Regions from separate parts of the Sus scrofa genome. Here region 2 is linked to region 1. Evidence: chromatin contacts called from public promoter capture Hi-C data. All regions are on one chromosome and are shown on one strand. Each heading gives the region's core, a stretch centred on a gene start, on an enhancer-like site or on the middle of the called end of the contact. The rest is flanking DNA. Distances are from core to core; before and after follow the strand shown. Region 1 overlaps TMEM270 (Williams-Beuren syndrome chromosomal region 28 protein). Region 2 holds the start of LAT2 (linker for activation of T-cells family member 2).

Evidence for each region. Promoter capture Hi-C pulls out the DNA fragments that hold promoters and counts their contacts.
Region 2: a promoter capture Hi-C map of liver shows a contact between it and region 1, with 2.8 times the contacts expected there. The contact joins the promoter of LAT2 here to the enhancer-like site in region 1. A contact is called at or near these places in 3 of 5 promoter capture datasets (fetal skeletal muscle, liver and skeletal muscle), 14 of 47 Hi-C or Micro-C datasets (alveolar macrophages, embryonic fibroblasts, epiblast stem cells and 9 more) and 1 of 2 datasets of contacts at active chromatin or transcription factors (skeletal muscle).

What each region holds. Positions count from the first base shown.
Region 1 is chr3:11,070,886-11,074,551 of Sscrofa11.1, forward strand. All of the region lies in intron 2 of TMEM270 (Williams-Beuren syndrome chromosomal region 28 protein), which reads left to right. Among named protein-coding and RNA genes, the nearest start is that of TMEM270, 14 kb to the left of the region's middle. Within about 2 kb of position 2,051, at least 5 of the 83 cell types and tissues checked have an H3K27ac peak or open chromatin away from gene starts, as enhancers often do. A contact at or near this core is called in liver, where this site is marked.
Region 2 is chr3:11,352,229-11,355,933 of Sscrofa11.1, forward strand. LAT2 (linker for activation of T-cells family member 2) reads left to right here and starts at 1,645. Exons shown (of 13, transcript NM_001243411.1): 1 at 1,645-1,922.

The DNA.
Region 1 (3,666 bases), core at 801-3,300:
GCCGAGTCTACATAGCGCATGGATGGCCTTGAACCTATGTGTTGAGTAGGAATGAGAGAGGAGTAGAGGGTTTCTTACTGAGGGACCCAGGTTGGGGGTTCTTCTGCGGCAGCTCCTGCTGCCCTTATGTACAGCCTGACAGGGATCTCAGGCCTTTCTCAATCACTTATTAATTCAACAAATATTTAGGCAGCTCCTGCTATGCACCATGCACTGTTCCAGGCACGGGGCACAGTAGCGAACAAGATTCACAGTGGTCCTGACCTTCAGCCCACCTCTGAAGGTCAGGAAGGAAGGAGATGGGATGACTCTGGGGGTTCTGGCCCCTGGGCCTGCACTGCATGGCTTGGGCTGCTATTCCCTGAGCTAGGTTGGGGGAGCCCCTGGGTTGATTTCACTTTCCAGGGAGGCCTCGCCTGTTACCAGATTTCCAGCACTCTGCGTGTCCCTCCATTCTGCGGTCTGGCAGCCACAGAGCCAGAGAGGCCTCTAGCTTAGGGGACCAAGAAGAGCACACTGGTGAATCAGAGCCGAGCCTGGGACCTGGGCCTAATGGAGCTTGAGAGGTACCCTGAGGGTCAGCCCTGCAGGGGAAGGGGGCAGTGTGCCATTTCTAGCTCCCACCTGTTTTGTTTTGTTTTCTTTTTAGGGCTGCACCTGCAGCATATGGAAGTTCCCAGGCTAGGGGGTGAATCGCAGCTGCAGCTGCCCACCAACGCCACGGGATCCCTTAACCCACTGAGCAAGGCCAGAGGTGGAACCTGCATCTTCATCTTCATGGATGGTAGTTGGGTTCTTAACCTGCTGAGCCACAACAGGAATGCTTAAAAAAAAATAAAATAAAATAGATGCTTGCTGGTGACCTTAAAAAAATTGTTTATTCCAGTTGATTTACAATGTTCTCAGACTGATTGGTTTAAAACTGCCCTCCTGAGAGTCTGAAATTGCAATTAAGTTAGGTATTAAGTCTTGGTGGGGCTTAGCGCAGGTGACTCCATTTGGGGCCTGTTGTTCCTTTTTAGCAATTCTCCCCCTTTGATCAAACTCTCAACTGAGAGATGTGATCAGAACTGAAGACACGACTACCCCTCACTTTGCTGCTCTGTAGTTCTCACAGCATTTGTTGATGCTGCTTTTTTGCTTTTTTGCTGAGTCGGTGTGGTATTCACAGGTCACACCTCCAGGCACACAGTTTTTTTTTTACTGGATCATTTGCTTTGTTCCGTTTTTGAAGTCCAGCCTCAGGGAGATTTGCTGGGTGATTAGTGGCTGTGAACAAGCATTTAAAGCTTTTGAGAAAATGCAATGCACCAGGCATACAATTATAACTATAAGCAGGACAATTTTCACTGTCAAACATGTGTCCTCAGAAGCCGTGGGTCCCCAGGATCCAAACTAATCAAAATCCAATTAAGTCAAAGAGACCCCATTGGAGGAGTCACCTTTCCAAGCCAAATGCTTTGCTCAGTGACCTTATGAAACTGAGTTTCGGCTTCCCCAGAAGTGTTCACTCCCGGTGCATGCAGCAGGTGGGGTTGGCCACAGACCTGCTCAGCCACAAGATAATCCTGTTATCAAGAACAACTTTGGCCAGAGTCTAAGGAGCTTTCCTGAGTAGCTAGTGTCTTAGCAACGGAATCTACAGTGTTTCGAGAGGTTTCTGATCAAATTCGCATTTGTATTTACTTCTAAGCCACGGGTCAGTCAGGTTTTTAGTGCATATGGCGTGAGAATCTGTTCTAAATTCCAGAGCTTCTTTCCTCAGCAATGGCCTGAGAGACAGAGCTGAAGGCATCATCTTTCCAGACCTAGGCCAGAGGAAAGGAAAGAAAGGGAAGAAGAAAGAGTTTCATGTTTAGTTAAAGTAGAAAATCTTGATCCCGTGTTTTGACGTCTGCTCTTCTTTTCCGAGACAGTTGGATTGGATGTCTCCAGTGTTTGCACAGGACCTACCAATTTTTGCAGCTTTTTGGCGTCTGAGGTCCCTGTTAGCCTTTATGGACCCAGTCCGGCTCAAGTTGGACTCAGTCCGACTCCAGCTGGTAACCACCAACAATCCCCATGGAACTTTGGACTGGGGAAAAGCATGGAACCAGCAGACCTCAGCAAATGAAGACAGCAGACTGCTTCCAAACAAATGGGAAACTACAGTGGCCATAGCAGTTGCCAAGGTGGAATTTGGGGGAGGATTCCTGACAAATGGGAAACTGCAGACGAAACCACCAGCAGTTTCCCAACATGGAATCTGGGGAGAGAATCAAGGGCTGGGATTTCTAAACAAATGGGGGAACAGACTGGAAAGCCAATTAGACCGGGAGCTTGATGCAAAGAGAGCAGGGCCCACAACCACAAGGAACTTACCCTGGGGCTCAGAAATGAACAGAAAGACTGAACCCAAAAAGGGGTTCGAGGTACCATACCTGTTTTTCCCATTGTCCCTGAAAACCATCAGAATTTCACTCTGGGTCCTACCACAGCCACCACATCTGTTAAAAACCCCAATTCAACTGCGTATGTTTGGAGATCTGATTTACTTTATTCAACCACTGATCACAGTCAGCCTCCCGGCCAGCAAGGAGAAAGGTGCCCCGAGGAGCTGTACAAAGAGGCAGGCTTTCCTAGGCAGAAGGAGGGTGGGACAAAGAAATGAAGAGGCTGGGTTATTTCAGGTCACCTGCCCTTAAAGGAAGGCAGGGGTCTTAGATTACTTTGCAAGTGCTGACCAGGAAATTCCTGGTGGATTGGCTTAAAATCCTATGCCCAAGAGGCTGAAATTACAATTAGGTTAAATATGAAGTCCAGGTGGAGCTTAGCACAAGTGACTCCATTGTGGGCCTGTTGTTTCCTTTTAAGAGGGGCCGTGGTGGGGGGCAAGCCAAAGAGGAGAGAGAGGATGGAAAACAAATTGCAAATTCTGGTTTCAGCCTCCGCCATCCCACTCCCAGCAATCGGATTTTTCCCCAAACCTGCTCCTCCTCCATCCCCCACCTCTGTGGGCAGCACCTCCACCCACCCTTGGCTCAAGACTTCTGAGGTGTATCCCTGACTTCTGCCTCACCTCACCTTTCTTCCTTCACTCCTCTGTTGGGAAACAATTCCCCACAGGTGTCCTGAGTTTATTCACAGGACTTGATGGCTCTTCATTTTGGGTGATCTTTCTAGGATCCAGTTATACTTGGAAGGTATAACTTCTCCTCGTGCAAAGCACAGGCATGGTCCAGCATGATAACGTCTCTCTCGGGAGCAGAGGCAGGCTTGCTTACTGCCCATCAGAAAAGATTTGGGTTCCCTAAGCTCAGGGTTTCTCTTCCACAATATACCCACTTCGGGTACAGGTACCCTCTGCCCCTTTTTATGTCACCCTGTGGGATCTGGGACTCAAAAGACCAATGCAAAATACTTATACCCTAGTTTACTGCTAGTGCTGTAATGCATTGTCCATCATCTCTGACCCAGGAGTCTTGCGCCTTCTACCAGCATCCAAGATGCTCTTACAGGCTGACTGGTTAGCTTGCAAGGAGGGTACCATCTTGGACCTCTCACCACCTTTTTTTTTGGCCACGCCCACAGCATGCAGATGTTCCTGGGCCAGGGATCTAACCCTCGCCACAGCAGTGACAGTGCTGGATCCTTAACCTGCTGCACCACAAGGGAACTCCCCTTTCA
Region 2 (3,705 bases), core at 395-2,894, 280 kb after region 1:
AACTCATGGGTGGTGAAGAGACAACAGGCTTTGGACTCTGTGTTCACAACCAGCTTACCTCTAGGATTCTTAGTCTATGCCCTTGCCAAGGTGTCCCTGGAAAGTGTTGCCGTGGGCCTTACACGTTGCACTGCCCCATGTGGAACGAGGGAGGCAGCGTGCGTCACAGGTGCAGCTCTGCAATTCAGATAAGGTTGGCTTTAGTCCTTGTGTCACAGTTTGCCGTGGAGACAACTTCTGGCACTCTGCCCAGGGATCTCGGGTCCCTGCGCTACCCTTCTCTCCCACAGGGTGGCAGCAGAGGGCGCCCAGCCCCTGTGTTTCTGTTTCGGTTCTGGCAGGGCCTCCTGGGGGCACTTCCACTGCGGCTGGACTGCCTGGCCTGGTCTGGGACGTCCGGGCCACCCCAGGCTGGGGCTGAAAGCCCCGCCCCAGCCAAGACGGGCCCCAGAGCTCGGGAGCCCAGGCTCTGAGATGCCAGGCAGGTGGGGGTTGGGAGACCCTCATGGGGTGGCGTGCCACTAAGAGTTCAGTGGCCTTGGACAAGGTGTTTAGTGACACATAACAGGAGGCCCTGGAGAATGTGTGCTGCGTGTGGGGCACCCACCTCTCAGCACCGTTCTCACCTCTGAAGGAAGTGCCCAGGGGCTGGGCAGCAGGTGGAGAGCCTGGGGGCTGGGTCCTAACTGCCCTGCTTTCCCCCCACCCCGGCCCGGGCCTGCCGCCTGCCTGGGGCCAGCTCCACGCCTCCACGAGCCTCATCTGGAAAATGGGGGTGAGAAGGCTCCTGGGACTGAAGGAGGAGCCGGGATTGTCCTTCCTTCTATCCTCCAGCGTTGTCTCTTCACCTCAGTGGCCTCTCCATCCATCTCTCTTTGTCTCTGGCTGTTTTTTCTCTAGAGGGCCGCACCCACGGCATGTGGAAGTTCCCAGGCCAGGGGCCAGCTGGAGCTGCAGCTGCCGGCCTGCACCACAGCCACAGCAACGCCGGATCTGAGCCACATCTGCAGCCTACACCACAGCTTGTGGTAACGCTGGAACATTAACCCCCTGAGAGGGGCCAGGGTTTGAACCTGCATCCTCTTGGATACTAGTTGGGTTCTTAACCCCTTGAGCCACAATGGGAACTCCTCTGGCTCTTTGTTATTATTATTATTGTTTTTGTTTTTTGTTTTTTACCTTTTCTAGGGCCTCACCGGTGGCATATGGAGGTTTCCAGACTAGAGGTCCAACTGGAGCTGGAGCCGCCAGCCGACACCACAGCCACAGCAACGCGGGATCCTTAACCCACTGAGCGAGGCCAGGGATTGAACCCGCAACCCCGCGGTTCCTAGTCAGATTCGTTAACCACTGAGCCACGACGGGAACTCCTGGCTCTTTGTCATGTCTGGCCTGGCTTGCATCTCTCTGCGCCCATCCACCCATGTCCCATGGGTATGGGTGTGGACGTGTATTTCTGTGTTTCTGTGTTTTCAGCGTGTCTCTCTCCGTGTCTTCCCACTCTTTGTCCCTGCCTGTGCGTGATATGCAAGCAGCCCTATTTCATGCTCTTTCTCCCTGTCCCCCTCTGTCTCTTCCCCTCTGTGAGGCCTGTGTGTGTTGTGGTTGTGTGTGTGTATTTAGTGTGTGTTGTGTGTGTGTCCGTGCACGTCTCTCTCTCTGCCTGACTGCCTCCGTCTTGTTCTCTGTCTCTCTCTGTCTCCGCCTCCGTCTTGGTCTCTGTCTCTGTCTCTCTCTGTCTCTGCCTCTGTGAGAGCCGAGCCTGTCCGGCAGAGCAGCGGATGTGTGAGGGATGATTCAGTGGCTGACAGGAAGCCCGCCGCCTTGCCTGCTGCCCGCCAGTGTCTGTGGCGTTGGCATCGGCTCGGGCAGGTGTGTGGGCTCAGGATGAGGTGGCCGCAGTGAGGAGCGCCTGCTCTCAGGTAAGCCTTTCCCAGGGGTGCCTGGAGCCTGGCCCCAAGGCAGGGGTCCTGAGCTGTCCCCAGACACCCCACAGGGGATGGGAGTGGCCTCGCTGGCCGAGCAGGAGCACTTGGCTGCCGGCTGGGGGTGGGGGTGGGGGCTGGGAAGAAGCCAGGCCGCCCGGCACCCCCTGCCTTGGCCCCGGCACTGTCCTGGCACCCCTGGCTAGGGGGCCCTCACCCCAGACCCTGCAGCACTAGAGGTGCAGCTATTTCTGGGGCTCCGGCTACTCTCCTGCCCCCATTTTCCCCAGCCCAGCCCGCACAGCCCTGGGGAGCCCCAGGGCAGCCGCTCCCCGGGGCAGGCCTGTGAGCCTGAGTTTCTTCATCTGTATAATGGGACTGGAGCTGCCCTGCCACAGGGCTATGGGAGGTCGGGTGAGACGCTACAGACGGGCAGGCCCAGGTCCTGCCCTGGGCCAGGGAGAAGCGGCTGTCCCGGCCGTCCCGAGCCCCAGCCAGCTCGCTCCTGTGCGGCTGGAGGAACTACAGGCCCTGGGCTGCTCGTGGTGGCCGCTCTGTTCACCATCCCCCACCCCTGCCCCAGAACAAGGGCTGCCGTCCGGGCCCCTGCACCTGCCGCTGGAGCGTAAAGAGCCTCCATTGGAGTCCTCCTGGCCTCATCGGAAGGCCAAGGTCATTTGGGAAAATGGAGCAGAGCCCCGCGGATAAAGCCTTCTCAGGGCTTGGGCCGGACCTCTGGCTCCCCGCTTAGCCCCCAGAGCCTGCCCTTCGGCCCTAGGGGTCCCAGGTTCCCCTTCTCCAGCATGAGGAGGGCTGGGAGGCCGGGCAGGAGGGCCACCAAGGCGCCTTGGGGACGGGAGGTGGGTGCTGAGGCTCGCTCAGCCCAGCCCCGAGAGCTTTTCCGCCATCGGCTTGTTGCAAACCTTGTTCATATGAAAACTGCCCACTTCCCTTTCTGCTATTTTGGCCCCGCAGGCCACGGGCTGAGGGCCTCCCCTCCCCACCCCACCCAGCCCTGCCGGCCCCTAGGGGCCCTCCTGCGGCTGCGAGGCCTGGCTCTGCTGGGGCCCAGCCCCTCCGCCTCCCTGTCCCCCGCCCACCTGCTCTCAGACCTGGATGGGAAAGGAGGAAAGCGAACAGATTGATTCCGTCTGGGGGGCAGCCACAGAGGTTTTCCTCAAACGAGTGTCTTTTAAAAAATATTGTGTACATCTTTAAAACGTCCTGTAAGGAAGGATTCACGTAGCAGAGTGTAGGCCCGGGCGTCAGCCCACCCTGGGAGCGGATGCCGGCTCTGACCGCTCAGCTGTGTGACCTCAGAAGGAGTACTCACCTCTCTGGGCTTCCCTCTCCTCCCTCGGAAGGCAGGAGCTGGCGTCTCCGAGGTGATGCTCTGCCTGTCTTGGACAACTGGGGGGCTGGGCAAAGGCCACACTCTCTTCAGATCCCAGCCCCTCCCAGGGTCCCCGCACAACGCCCCCCGCCCCCGTGTTGGACAGTTGTTGAGGGGGCTTAGACCTGCAGATCTTGGGGACCAGGCAAGGCAGGTTTCAGGTAGGGTTGCCTCATACTGTTCACTGCAGGCCGTCCAGCCAGCTCTGGCCCCAACAGGCTGCGGCTGCCGCTTTCCATCCTTTGGGGACCGTGGTGCTGGCAAGTCATGGTGGTCCCAGCCAACTGTGCCCCACTAGCCTGCTCTAGCACCTGGCAGGCGTCAGTTCAGTGCTGGGCCTCACACGACCAACCTGAGGGTTGAAAGTCATTTCCCCGGTTTAACAGA